Regions from separate parts of the Gossypium arboreum genome. Here all the other regions are linked to region 3. Evidence: chromatin contacts called from public Hi-C data. All regions are on one chromosome and are shown on one strand. The core of a region is the stretch at or near the end of the contact, and the rest is flanking DNA. Distances in the headings are between cores, read along the strand shown. Region 1 holds the start of LOC108457615. Region 2 holds the start of LOC108460714. Region 3 holds the start of LOC108460841 (protein trichome birefringence-like).

Region 1 (5,066 bases), core at 2,387-4,886, 960 kb after region 3:
CATAGTTACAAAGAAATCTTAAAAACAACCTAAACTTGTTTACCGATATTTTTTTATTTACTTGAAAATTTCATTTATTTTTAAAAATATTTAATAAAAAACTGTGAAACAGCTTATTTGATCAAAATAAACCCAAAATTAATATAACCAAACCAAAACAAATTATCAAGGAAACTTAAAATCCGATCAAACTCAATGAACTCAACCCTAAAAAGAGATGGTTAAATTTTAATTTAAGTCAACCAAGTCATTAACTTGCATAATTGCGAACCCCAAGAACACATCACATTACAACAAGAAATACCCTGGAAGGTTCAAATGGAAAGAACAAATAATCGTATGGGGAAACAAAGAAAATTATTTAGTACAGACATTAAAAATTTTCTAAGAGATTGAGATTTTACCATAAATTTTTAAATTGTATTTAAAAGTTAATAAATAAATAAATAGAACATGTGACAAAATTTTAACTTCACTTCTAAAGTAAAAATTTTCCATCATTATTACCCATAAAGATATATGTTAGTACACCTATAGCTCTAACAGGGCAGATGAACTCAAATCTCATATTGTGACCAAGCTGGGGCTCCCCGCTGAACTTCTGTGGCAAAATTTTTCTAGGTGAAAGATTTCATCAAGCCAGTACATAAAGAACTTGGACCCTCTGCCATGCAGAAATACGTAAGAGAATACAAAAGCAAACAGTTCTAGATAAAGCTAAAAGGCCTTAGGGAATGAATTGAAGTTTCTGAAAGCAAAATGAACTTTAATCATGTCCAACCTAAGAATCCTTACATGCTACCTAAAAGACATTGGATTTGGAGCTGTTATGTACACATTAAACACATGTAATGGCATATCTGCTACTAACCGTGGTACTAAATGATTTATCTATCTTCACAAATTACATCTAGGAACGTTCTCCACTACGAATAATCGAAGTATCTAGTTGGAGACATGCGCCTTATAGTACTAAAAACACATCTGAATATCTGTATATGAAGCTCTCTTTAACTCTTTTACCACAAAGACATTTGCAATGAGATGCATACATATAACTAAACAACAACAGTTAGCCATATGCTATCAATTGAGGAACAACAATTTGATTATTTCCTTTTCTAACCTCATGATTTTCGTTGTGCCTATGCACACTCTGAATTAAGTGGACCAAAGATGATTCCTGCTCTTCCCAGGGCCAACACTACTAGCGCTTCATTTTGAACAACTAAACACATAAACAGCCGTATGTCAAGATGCTAGATTATCGTGCCCACTCTGGGAACAGAAACAAAATCATGTTTCCACTTATATTCTCAAAGAATAACAAACTATAGAATCGGTAGCTAAGCTAACCATGGTCCAAGCACCAGATATGATGTAAAACATTAAAAATCTTTCAAAAGCAATGGATAATCCAAAACCTACATTAACTAGATTATCATTTAGCTTCAAAATACATAATCACAAACTATGCAGAGAAAATTGTATGAGATCCCTAATTTTATTGTAAAACCATGGACACTCTAGTGAAGCAACCCACAAACTTCACCTTGCCTGTGAGTGATTGATCATTCTAAGACCCAATGCCAAAAAAGTCTGTATGCTTCTAACAGAAGAAAGAGAACAATTCAATTTGAGCTTTTTTTCAGTATCATCAAGATCAATACGTTAAAGCGGCAGAAAAATAAACCAGCAACCCAAACCAAATTTCGCCCTTAAGTAACATCATAACATTAATATGTACACAAAGGATATACATCCTCAAGGAGACACTATCCGCCCCGACATACTTTAAGTTTCTGGAAGGCAACATTTTCATCATTGTCATTATTATAAGTCTAAAGGGATAGTTTGGATATTGGCAAACAAGACAACAGAGACACAGTCCAAGTTTCAACTTTAAAACCATGAACCAGCAGACCAAGATCAGACTTGCAAAGTCTTATAAATCTTTCACAAGAAAATAGTTGAAAGAATAAGTCTTCATGAAGTTCCAATAATTCAAACCCAAAGACTTCCTCGTTTCGGAATAAAATTAATCATATTCCAAAACCAAATACTGCCCGTATCTTATTGAAAATAAGGTCTCTCCAACCTCTCTCAGTGTTCTCCACCACAGTTGCATTCCCATATCTGCATCACAAATCAAAGCAAAAACAAACACAGAATCGATAACTAAATTCAGTAAGTAAGAAATTAGCCATGCTACGCAATAAAACAAACAAAAACCAACCTGTCCTCCTCGGGAACATCTGAATGCGTGAGATTGATTACAGTAACCCCAGGCTCAGGCTCATTGAAAACAAGTCTTACCTGCAACAATAACAACCACCCAGTAAAGATAAGCCATCATCCGACCACACTGCATTCCCAAAAACCTGGAGAACAGGCAAAAGCGGAATCCATTAAACTTACTGTAGAATCAATCCCGTCGGACCAACTCCCAAATCTCCATCTCTGAGCAATCAATTTCCCTTCTTCCAACTCCAAGTTAATTCCAGTAACCGATCCATCGAAAATACTAAATTGGCCACCGACTTCTTTACTTATCCTAGCATTACTCTGACTAAACCCTTTCCATCTATTCTCATCCATCAAAATCTCGTACATATCCTTAGCTCTACAATTAAATTTCTCCGACATTGTAATCGTCTTAAACCCTTTCTTCCCTTCCTTCTTCACTTCTTTTTTGGCTTCCTTCTCCACCCCAACTTTCTCCTTAGACATCGCAGCTGAGTTACTATTACTAGTAGTAGTAGTTGTATTTTTCGGAGCCGATTTCTTGGCTTCCAATTCATCTTTAACGGGACCACCTTTCGCCATAGCTTTTACAAAATCACTCACTTTCTCCAAAACCAAAGGCTTCCCATTGGCCAGCATCGCTTCCTTCAAGGCTTTACCAATGGGTCCTTCGTCTTTAGTCGTCACCTTAACTTCCGGATCCTCGCCAGCATTCTCATCCGAAATGTACGGAATCTCGAGATTACCTTCAGCTTTCAACAGCGTCTTCCCTTCCCCATCTTTGGCTTCGCCTTCCCAGGATAAACTCAAACTGATTTCATATCCGGGAATGATTTTACCCTTGCGAACATTAACATAGGCTTCGCCATCGACCTTTTCGACCTTCTTGGTCTTGATGCTGAGAATACCTTGGCAATCAAGGATGGTGAGATCGGAAAGCGATTTGGTGAAGAACGTTTTAGACCAAGGGAGGCAATCGGTTTCAGCCCAGTGCCAGTTGTGGACATTAGCACCGTCAGGTCTTTCCTCCACGATCCATCGCTTGCCGCCTTCGCCGTACTTGGCCATTGATGGAAAAATCAAGACGAGGGTGTCTTAGGGATTGAGAGAGATATGAGGATAATGGAAGAGAAAGCTTAAAAGAAGCAATTGGGTGGGAGGGGCTGCTCTGGAGGGTTCGGGCGGGAGGTGGAAGAATCCAGAAATATGGGATGGATATATAAAACTAATTATCTTTGGAAGGATCTAGAGACTTCACTACGAGGAACTTTGGGTTTTGTTGTCGATGTTGCACAGAGCTTGGTACAAACAGAAAGGCTCACTATTACTTGGAGAAAGGGAAAAAAAAAAGTCTCAGACGGACGTTTAGCAGGAACGAGGAGATGTAATTAATAATTAGTAGTTGAATTTAAATAAATCAGTTGCCCTTTACTTGTTATTAAAGTATCTAATTGATAATTTATTTAATTTAGATAGGTATCCAAATAATAATATTTGAGTTTAATACATGTAATCTGATACAAATTATAATATAATCATATTTAAAACAATCATGCAAAATTGAATTTAAATGTTACAACAATTAAATATTAGACCGGTTATCATTCTTATATTTTCTTTTGGTACATAGCAAGAAAGTAGATTAATGGCATGAGAAATTGATAATGGTTTTTTATACTGAAACTCCTCACATTTTCAATATAGTAAACAATATGGTTCCGAAGATCCGATACAGCGAAATTTTGTAGAAAACTTAAAAGTAAGTGTAATAAATGAAATGGTAAAGAAACGGTTTGACTTGTACAAAAGCTATTTTGAGAGAATGTGACAGATAGATTTTTGGTATAAAGTGGCCAACTTATAGATTCAAAAATATTGAAGTCGAATTGAAGAATTAGAAGTAGGTAATGATTGTTGGACCTGAGGATGACTTGGAATGAATATTATATAATGGAAGTCACATTAGGGAATAAAGTTTAAAATTTAAAAAGTATAAAGATTTAAAGTGTAAATTACTCAATAATTTTTGAATTGAATTGAATAAAAAATTAAGGACTTAAAGTGTAAATTACTCAATAAAATTTTTATTTTGTCAAGAATGTTCGTAAATGCAAAATTTATGTACATATTATTAATTATGGACATTTAAAAGTTTTAAGTACCTCGAATAAAATAAAAAAGTGATAAGACAAAAGATAAAAAAGGTTAAAGTAGAATTGTACCACATAAAAAACATCTTGGTCATTTTATATAATATAATTGTGAGATATTAAATCATTAGAACAATTTGGAGCCATTAAATGAAATATTACTTGAAGAATAAATGTGGGCCACACATTTTTAAAAAAGGAAGGACTTTGACATTTGACTTAGTTAATTTGGGTTGAATAAAAAAGAAGCTTACTCCCCTATTCAATTTTCTCATCTTATTCTCTTTTCATTTTTTTATATTTTCTTTAAATTCATCCAAAAATTTAATTACCCGCCTTACTTTCTTACTAAAACTAAGAAATCTTCCTTTAAGCTTAATTTGTAATATTTAATACTCAATCTAATCATTAGGTTCCACTTACAAGATGTCACATTAGTTATCGAAATAACTATAATTAAATACAATTTAATACAACATGAAACATACTAATATTTATATTACTTATTTAAAATATATTATACAATCATTTTCGGATTTTATATGAGCTTACGAAAGCTCTTTTGCTAACCAAAGGTTGAATTAGGTCTAAACTATAAATTTTTTTTTGACAAAGAATTCAAAATATGAATAATATTTCAAAACTTTCAAACATCCTAGAAAATGCTTTAAT
Region 2 (4,770 bases), core at 1,678-4,177, 740 kb after region 3:
GGACACCCACTAAACATCTATGTCAACTTTTCTAGGTGAAAGATTTCATCAAGCTATGCAGAAATACATAATAGAAAAGGAGAATACAAAGTTACAGTTCTTAATAAAGCTAAAAGCCTAAGCGAATGAATTGAAGTTTCTGAATGAAAGATGAACTTTAATCATGTCCAGCCTAAGAATCCTTGACATGCTACCTAAAAGACATTGGATTTGGAGCTGTTATTTACACATAAAACACATGCAATGGCACAAATATCTGCTACTAACCGTTCTATCTTTCACTAGTTACATCTTGGACGTTCTGCACTAAGAGAGTAATCAAAGTGTTTAGTTGGAGGCTTTGAGGCTCATGCGCCTTATAGAACTGTAAACACATCTTAATCCCTGTATAAAAAGCTCTCTTTTAACTCTTTTTATTATAAGACATTTCCAATGAGATGCATATCCAAAACAGAAGCTAACTATATGCCATAAATTGAGGAACAACAATTTGAATATTTCCTCTTCTAACTTCATGATCGTTTTGTTGTACCTACGCACACTCTGAATTACTTGGCCAAAGATGCTTCCTGCCCTTCACAGGGCCAACACTGTTGGCACAGAAACAAGTGCTTCATTTTGAACGATTAAACAAATTAAGTGCAATGCCACAGCCATATGTCAAGTAGCTAGATTATCATGCCCGCTCCGACTGCAGAAACAAAACCATGTCTCCACTTACATCCTCAAAGAATAACAAACTACAGAATCAGTAGCTAAGTTAACCGTGGTCCAAGCACCAGATATGATGTAAACCAATAAAAATACTTCAAAAGCAATGGGCAATCCAAAATCTACATTAACTAGATTGTTAATTTGCTTGAAAATAAATAATCACAAACTACGCAGAGAAAATTCATTGTAAATCATGGACAACATAATGAAGCATTCCACAAACTTCACATTGCCCGTGAGCGATTGATCATTCTAAGACCCAATGCAAAAAAGAAGCCTGTATGCTTCTAACAGAAGAAAGAGAACAATAAAATTTGAGCTTAGTTTTCAGTATCATCAAGATCAACACATTAAAGCAGCAGAGAATTAAACCATTCACTCTTAAGTAACATCGTAACACTAACATATACTTAAAGTATATATATATCCTCAAGGAGACACTATGCGCACTGACAGACTTATAATGAAGTTGCTGGCAAGGCAACATTTTCATCATTCTCATTAAAGGGGATAGATTAGATATCGGCAAACAAGACAACAATGACACTCAGTCCAAGTTTCAACTTTAAAACCATGAACCAGTAGACCAAGATCAGACTTGCAAAGTCTTATAAATTTTTCACAATAAACTGAAAGAAAGAAGTGTTCATAAAGTTCCAACAATTCAAAACCAAAAAAGAAAGACTATTCCTCGTTTCGGAATAAAATAAATCATATTCCAAAACCAAATACTGCTCGTATCTTATTGAAAATAAGGTCTTTCCAACCCCTCTCAGTGTTCTCCACCACAGTCGCATTCCCATATCTGCATCACAAATCAAAGCAAAAACAGAAGTAAAATCAATGACCCAATTCAGAAAGTAAGAAATTAGCCATCTTGCGCAATAAAACAAATAAAAACCAACCTGTCCTCCTCGGGAACATCTGAATGCGTGAGTTTGATTATAGTAACCCCAGGCTCAGGCTCATTGAAAACAAGTCTTACCTGCAACAACAACCCATTAAAGATAAGCCATCATTCGACCACACTGTATTCCCAAAAACCTGGAGAACAGGCAAAAGTGGAATCCATTAAACTTACAGTAGAATCAATCCCGTCGGGCCAGCTCCCAAATCTCCATCTCTGAGCAATCAACTTCCCTTCTTGCAACTCCAAGTTAATACCAGTAACCGATCCATCGAAAATACTAAATTGACCACCGACTTCTTTACTTATCCTAGCATTACTCTGAGTAAACCCTTTCCATCTATTCTCATCCATCAAAATCTCATATATATCCTTAGCTCTACAATTAAACTTCTCCGTCATTGTAATCGTCTTGAACCCTTTCTTCCCTTCCTTCTTCACTTCCTTTTTGGCTTCCTTCTCCATCCCAACTTTCTCCTTAGACACTGCAGCTGAGTTACTATTACCAGTAGTAGTATTAGTTTTGGGAGCCGATTTCTTGGCTTCCAATTCATCTTTAACGGGGCCACCTTTCGCCATAGCTTGAACAAAATCCCTCACTTTCTCCAAAACCAAAGCCTTGCCTTTGGCCAGCATCGCTTCCTTCAAGGCTTTACCAACGGGTCCTTCGTCTTTAACCGTCACCTTAACTTCCGGATCCTCTTCAGCATTTTCATCCGAAATGTACGGAATCTCGAGGTTACCTTCAGCTTTCAACATTGTCTTCCCTTCCCCATCTTTGGCTTCGCCTTCCCAGGATACACTCAAACTGATTTCATATCCGGGAATGACTTTACCCTTGCGAATATTAACATAGGCTTCGCCGTCGACCTTTTCGACCTTCTTGGTCTTGATGCGGAGATTACCTTGGCCGTCAAGGATGGTGAGATCCGAAAGCGATTTGGTGAAGAACGTTTTCGACCAGGGGAGGCAATCGGTTTCAGCCCAGTGCCAGTTGTGGACGTTAGCACCGTCGGGTCTTTCCTCCACGATCCAGCGCTTGTCTCCTTCGCCGTACTTGGCCATTGATGAAAAAATCAAGACGACGGTGTATTAGGGATTGAGAGATATGTGAGGATAATAATGGAAGGGAGAGCTTAAAAGAAGCAATTGGGTGGGAGGGGCCGCTCTGGAGGGTTCGGGGCGGGGAGGTAGAAGAATCCAGAATGTGGGATAGATATATAAAACTAATATTTTTGGAAGGATCTAGAAGACTTCACTACGAGGAGCTCGTCTGCTTTTAGGGTTTCTTTGCTGATGTTGTGCAAAGCTTATGGCATGTTTGGTACAAATATTGTAATTTTAAAACATCCCTTATAAAATAAAACATTGATTTACTTAAATATGTTTGATTATGGATTTGTTGGCTTTACCACCCAATGAAAAGTTGAAATTGTATATTATATCATCATTTTAAATAAAATTGGTTAAATTACATTAATATTATTAAATTATTAATAAATTTATATTTTGGTCATTAAACTTCAAAGAGTTTCAGAGTGATCACTAAATTATTTCAAAATTTTTATTTAAATCATTAAACAATTTAAAAGTTTTTTTAAGTCACTAGACTATTAAGTTATTAAAAAAAAAGTTTAGTTAACAAACTCTAAGCGATGTTTCAATGAACGATATGTGGATTAGTATCCATCGACAAGTATAATAACATATCTTAGATCCAAGTCGATTTAATAGTTATTGTCGAAAATCGAAAAAGAAAATTGTTTGGATTTTGGTTTGCAAGTTTGTGGCGTTCAAAGCTATTTCATAAAAAAAAAAACTTAATTGTAGAAAGGAAGGGGAAGGAAAGCTTTTGATTGGTGCATATGGGGCTAATAAAAAAGGTCATACAGTAGTGATTTTAACAACCCAATGACTTAAATGAAAACTTTCGAATAGTTCAATCACCATTCTATAGATTTTTAAAGTTGAGTAATCAAAATGTAAATGTACTAATAGTTTAGTGACGGTGAGTATAGTTTATCCAATAATTTAATTGAGAGATATAATTAAATTTGTTTTAATTGATTAAATAAATAATATTTTGGGAACATAAAACTCATATTAAGTTGGATAAATTATATAAGTTACTTTAAAGACTATATAACAAATATATAGTTGTACCTAATATAAGAAAAACCTAATAAAGCCCACTTGTATTATGGTGGGTAGCACATTGGAATATTCCTAGTGTGTGTGCCACTCACCATGTGATGTCTTAATGGGAGTCTGTATTTTCTATTAAAATTGTATTATTTTTGTCTCCTCTTATTCAAATAGAACTCTTGTGCATTTTCTTTATAAAAAGGGACTATGGGATAAGTAAACAACATAAAACTTTAAATGTAGTCACTTTGTCGAAAATTAGTGAGATCTATTTTTCCAAATAAATTCTTTTTTTTGTGAAAATTCAATTTTTTTTTCTTGTCTATAAAGAGAATTAAATTTTCATTATGTGATTTGTAACACCCCTCACCCGTATTCAATGCTGGAATAGGAGTACGGAGCATTACCAGACTTATAACATATTCAAACATACATTTCACATACAATTAATCAAATCATATATATTTTATTTACAACCAATCATTGTGTCCCTAATACGAGCCTACGAAGCCCTAAACATACATTGGGAGTGGTTCGGGACTAAACCGATAACTTTGTAAACTTTTTGAACACTTAAGAATTTTTCTCAAAAACAAGGGACACACGCTCGTGTGTCTCACACGGCCAACAGGCACGCCTGTGTCACAAGCTGTGTGGACATTCGAGTTGGGAGTACATAGCCGTGTCCCAGCCCGTGTCCGACCCCATGTAACTCTCTGACTTGGGTTACATGACCAACACATACACCAGTGTGGCTAGCCCGTATGCCCTAAAAATGGTCATTCACACCCGTGTGCTAAGCCGTGTGCTAGGCCATGTGCCAAACCTGTAGGGTATACTGACTTATGCCACATGGTCAAGTCACACGCCTGTGTGTGAGGCCGTGTGGAGCATATTGACTTGATTTTAATTTCAACATCAGGGGACACACAGCCATGTACATGATCGTGTATCACACACGGCTGAGACACGCGCTCGTGTCTCTGTCCGTGTGGACAAAAATA
Region 3 (4,875 bases), core at 1,866-4,365:
CTTCATATTATACTATAAACAAAGTAACAATTATTACAAGCATAAAATTGATCTCTCCAAGAATAGAGCTTTGCCTTTACTACCTTACTTCCATAATTTAGAAGTAGTGGAAAAAATAAAAAATTAAAAACTATGATTTTCTCATACATCTTTTTCTTTTCCCATTTCTTTTGTTTCTACAATTTCACAATGAAATAAAACTCTTTTTAAGTTTGTATGGTGTTCATTTTACCTAGCTCTTCTTTGATGTTGCCGCATTTTGTTTTCTTTTACAAGCAGCTCAGCATATAAAAGCTCGTTCCACGAATCCGGCACACCGGGAAGGCACCAATGGCTGCAGTCCTGGTATTTTAGTGGCGCTACTCTTTCGTCTTCCGGTACTGTTTGCTTCGGGTGTTTCCGGTAGATAGATGGGTGGCCATCCTTTCTGAAATCGGTCAGCCGGGTGATATTTAGGTAGGTGACGTGCGTTTTCATCCCCTTCAGTACTGATTCTAACACCAACATCTTTGGTGGATATGGTTTAAGATATGTTTCGTTCTTAATCGGCTTAGTTTCGCTATCACATGCTCCTCCAGAATTCCACTGTCCGCCACTGGCCAAAGATTCAAACACCCGTAAATAATTTAGAAATAATATACTATGGTTGAACTAACATGAAATTCAAAATGAAGACCATGAAAGGCCTCCATAATTCTCAACAAGTACAAAAATTATGCAGCAAATATAGCAACTGATTGTCCTACACCTTTGTTCTGTTCTCAAACTGGGACCAAAACAACATAAAAAATCTCTCACTTTACCCGAAATGCGATGCAGAATAACCCCTAAAGAACACCATAGTCTTCATAGGATTTACACTAGCATCAACCCATCTAGCCCAGGTTGTCAGAGCTTTCCGAAAGGCCTCGAGAACATTCAATTCATTATAAACATGGCTACCTTCCTGGTAATAATCTTTCCTGTAGTTTGCCATTGTTTAATATGAAAAATAATGGTTAAACTCCATAGATCACCCATAACAGCCTTATATGGTAAACAGTTACATGGAAATAAAATCAACCAACCCTTTGGAAGTTTTCTCATGAGTCCACCAATGACCTGTATTGAAGATAAGGATATCTGCCGATTTATATTGATCTGATGATTTTCCAACAAGATCAAGCCGCAATGTCTCCTTCTTTGCTCCAGTTTTGTCTGGCATTTCCCATTCTCGGACCAAGAACGGAGATACGAAGAACTCTATAGTGAAACTAAAATCCTGTTCATCATCATCCAAGCCAACCCCAAAAAGGGAAACAAATAAGTTTCATTAAATTTCAAGTACATTACCTAATGTACCAAAGATAAGCAAATGAAAAACCTACTTTGAATATGAAAGAATACGAAGCTTCCCCTCGAAAATAATGTCTTCCATGTGCTTCATAAACATTTTCGGGGTTATTTGCAGCATTTCTCAGAATGCAAACTAGAGATTCCCACATATTCCTATTTAAAGAATCCCCGACAAAAACAAGCCTCTTACCCCTCAATAACTCCAACATGTGACCACCATTCAATCTTCAAGGGGAAAAAAAAAAGAAAGGATCAGTTTCATGTAATTAATCTTATTTTAATAATAAAAGAAAACAAAATTCAACAGTTTTTATTGCAATCTGTAAATGAAAATGCAATCAACAGTTTAGATTACTAACAGAATCAAATAAAATCCCTAGATGACTAATTCAAAGATCAAACATGACCAAATTCCATTAAAGAAAAACCAACTCAATATCAAACCGATCAAACACGCTTAAAAGTATTTCTTGGATGATAAGACACTAAAAACAACATTAAAAGAATCAAATACCTTGGTAAAGTGCAGCCTTTAGGCTTCCATTTCAGTTTCTGATAATCTCTATCAGGCCTTCCATTGGCAACGCAACTAAACTGCTCATCAATGAACGAACAGGACCCAGGTTTATAAAGTGGATATGAATCATCCTTCACCCATTTTCCATCGAATAAATCGCAGTTCATCAAAGAGTCGATTAAATTATCAATTTCCTGTTTAGCTGTCAACCCTGAATCACTTCCATTGCTTGGTTTGTTTGTTAGGGAAGCTGAGTAGTTCGACACCACACCCTTTTGCCCTACGATTTTCTCTCCCTTCCCAGAACTTAACTTGTTGGAAGATTCAGATTTAGCTGGAGAATTGGTGCTCCGGTTAGCTGCCTCCAGGATCTTCTCTGTGACCGTTGTTGTCTGATTAGATTTCAGAACTTGAGCTTTATCAGAATTCTCTTTCTTTCCAGTCTGGTTATTTGTACTTGGAGGATTTTGATTCAAGTTAGGAGGAGGAGAAACTGTGGTCTGATTTGCATGCAAAACTGAACTTTTGGTGTTGTTTAAACCACTGTAGGGAGACCTAAAAGTTGTATTTTCGGAGCTGGGGCGTTGTTTATTTATGTTGAAAGATTGGGTTTTGTTGGTTTTTTTGGCAGAAAGTAGGTCCTCACTTGGATTGTTGGCTACTTGAGTTGCAGTGTTATTAGATCTGGTGTTACTATTAGAAGAAGATGGAAATGGAGATGGAGATGGAGAAGGAGAAGTGATGTTAAGAGTTCGTGAAGAAGAGGTGTTGGGAAAGAAGTAATCGAATAGGGAAAATGATTGAGATCTGTAAGAACCAGCAGATGAAGTAGCTGGAGAGGAAGTTGATGAAAAGATGTTGGTGACCCAAGGAGAAGAAGAGTTAGAAGAAGGGCTAAAGGCTAAGAAAACAGTAAAACCGACGAAGGCAAACATGAAGAAAGCAACTGTTCTCCTTGTTTTGATGATTGAAAACAGATTCTTAAACTCTGCCGTGACTGCAGTCGTAGTTCCTCCATTGATAGGCGTGTACTTTGCTATATCCGCCATGGAAGAGACCAAACTTGATCTCTTTTGAGTTTCTATCTCGCAAAACTCAGGTATGGAAGAAAAAACAGATGAGATGGGAAAGTGGAAGAGAAAAATTAGTGTTTGGGGAGAGAGAGTGGAGAAGTGGGACGATCCTTAAATGTGAATACGATTCGACACAAACAGAAACTAAATTTTAAGTTGATTTTTCAGTTCAATAGTGACAGAAATGAAATACTAGATTAATCTAATTACAAAATTAGTGCAGGTTAGCATTAATCCATTTTTCGATTCTGAGTAAATTTTTAATTTGTCGGCCATTATTTTTGTAGAATTTTTTATTTTTAATAAATAAAAATTCCATAATCAAGTAATCATATATATATAATAAGGTATACAAGTTGATTTTGTGACAAATGACGCATTTTCCTTTTTTATACTTTTTAGATAATCTATTTAATTTTCATTATCCACTAAATTTTTTCAGAAATTATTTTATATATTTCTTCTCAATTTATCCTTCCAAAATAATTTAATATAAAATTATATTATTTTTATTTAGCTAAATCTATAAATAAAGTACTATAAATAACGTGATAAATATATAAATAAAAATTGGACAAATGAAATATATTTAATACAAAGCAAATATAATATGAAATAAAATATATTTCTAATAAATTTATTATTTTCAAATTACAATACTTAAAATAAAATTTGGATTAGTAATAAAAATTGGATGTCTAGATTAAAAGTATTTTAATTATTTATAATTATGCATTGTACGGGTATTAAATCAAACTACTAAAAATTTTAATATTAAACCTAAATTATCTAAATTTATACAAAAATTATAAAATAATTTAATATGATTGAGTTTAATTAATAATTTATTAGTATCATAAAAATATAAATTATTAATTATTACTAATATAATATTGATGTTTAATGTTTATTAATAATTTGGTTTAAACATAATATAATTAACATTTTAATATATTATTGTTTATAATATTACACGTGCATTAAATATAATATATTAATAATTTTGATGAATAATTAATAATTATTTTAATAATTTTAATTATAAACAATAATTAGATATTTTAATTATTTAAAATATACTAACATTTTAATATTTTTATTTTATTTTATTTTATTGTACAATCATAAATAATTTATTTAAAATTAACATATTTAATATATTGTCTAAAAATATATAAATAAACTATAAATGATTTAAATAATCTAAGTTATTAATATATTCTTAATAAATTTATCTAAATAATTATCTAAACAATAAATTATCTAAGTAATTTTAAACAAATTATCATAAGTAAACTATGATTTTTAAAAATTAAAAATAAATTAAATAAATTATATACAGAAATATATTAAAAAGTATCTAAATAATAAATTAAGTTAATATAGATGATAAAGAGATTTCTTTTCAAATTTTAAACCTAAAGATGGAGCAATTTTCAAATTTTAAACAGGAAGAAAGAAGAGTTATGGATGATCTAAAACTAACAAATTTCTATAAAAAGGAACGTATGAGAAAATAAAAGGATACAGATAAATTTTTAGAAGAATATCGGAACCCCAAAAGAATTTCAAACAAAATACCAATCAAATTTACACCTCAATGTGAAAACCTAAACCCTAAATCCACTAATTTTTTTTCTTGATAGTATATGGCGAAGGAGATCAGTGTCGAGTAATGGCAGAGGTTCATCTTCAAGAAGATAAAGAGGGATCAATCTAAGAGTAAGATTATCCCCGAGAGATTTTATCACGGGTGAAAGAAAATTTTAATATTGAATTTATATTTATAGAAAAAACTAATTAATAATTTAGCTATTGTCTTTTTAGTTCTTTTATTTAAACGTTTTATATAAAAATAATAAGATAGAAAATGTCATTATATTAATTCATTCAATCCTTTATTAAAAAGAAATTGAAGTGATCAACTTGGTCAAACAAATTACATATGTA

What was found. A called contact is a pair of places that touch in the nucleus more often than the background predicts.
Region 1: a contact with region 3 is called in a Hi-C map of leaf, with 6 times the contacts expected there. The contact joins the promoter of LOC108457615 here to the promoter of LOC108460841 in region 3.
Region 2: a contact with region 3 is called in a Hi-C map of leaf, with 3 times the contacts expected there. The contact joins the promoter of LOC108460714 here to the promoter of LOC108460841 in region 3.

What each region holds. Positions count from the first base shown.
Region 1 is chr4:59,821,326-59,826,391 of ASM2569848v2, forward strand. It overlaps LOC108457615, which reads right to left and starts at 3,637. Exons shown (of 3, transcript XM_017756655.2): 1 at 2,419-3,637; 2 at 2,237-2,316; 3 at 1,711-2,136. The coding sequence starts at 3,312. The coding sequence ends at 2,043.
Region 2 is chr4:59,602,005-59,606,774 of ASM2569848v2, forward strand. It overlaps LOC108460714, which reads right to left and starts at 2,928. Exons shown (of 3, transcript XM_017760319.2): 1 at 1,796-2,928; 2 at 1,620-1,699; 3 at 1,173-1,519. The coding sequence starts at 2,686. The coding sequence ends at 1,426.
Region 3 is chr4:58,857,932-58,862,806 of ASM2569848v2, forward strand. LOC108460841 (protein trichome birefringence-like) reads right to left here and starts at 3,116. Exons shown (of 5, transcript XM_017760518.2): 1 at 1,850-3,116; 2 at 1,368-1,560; 3 at 1,068-1,261; 4 at 804-962; 5 at 1-595. The coding sequence starts at 2,901. The coding sequence ends at 229.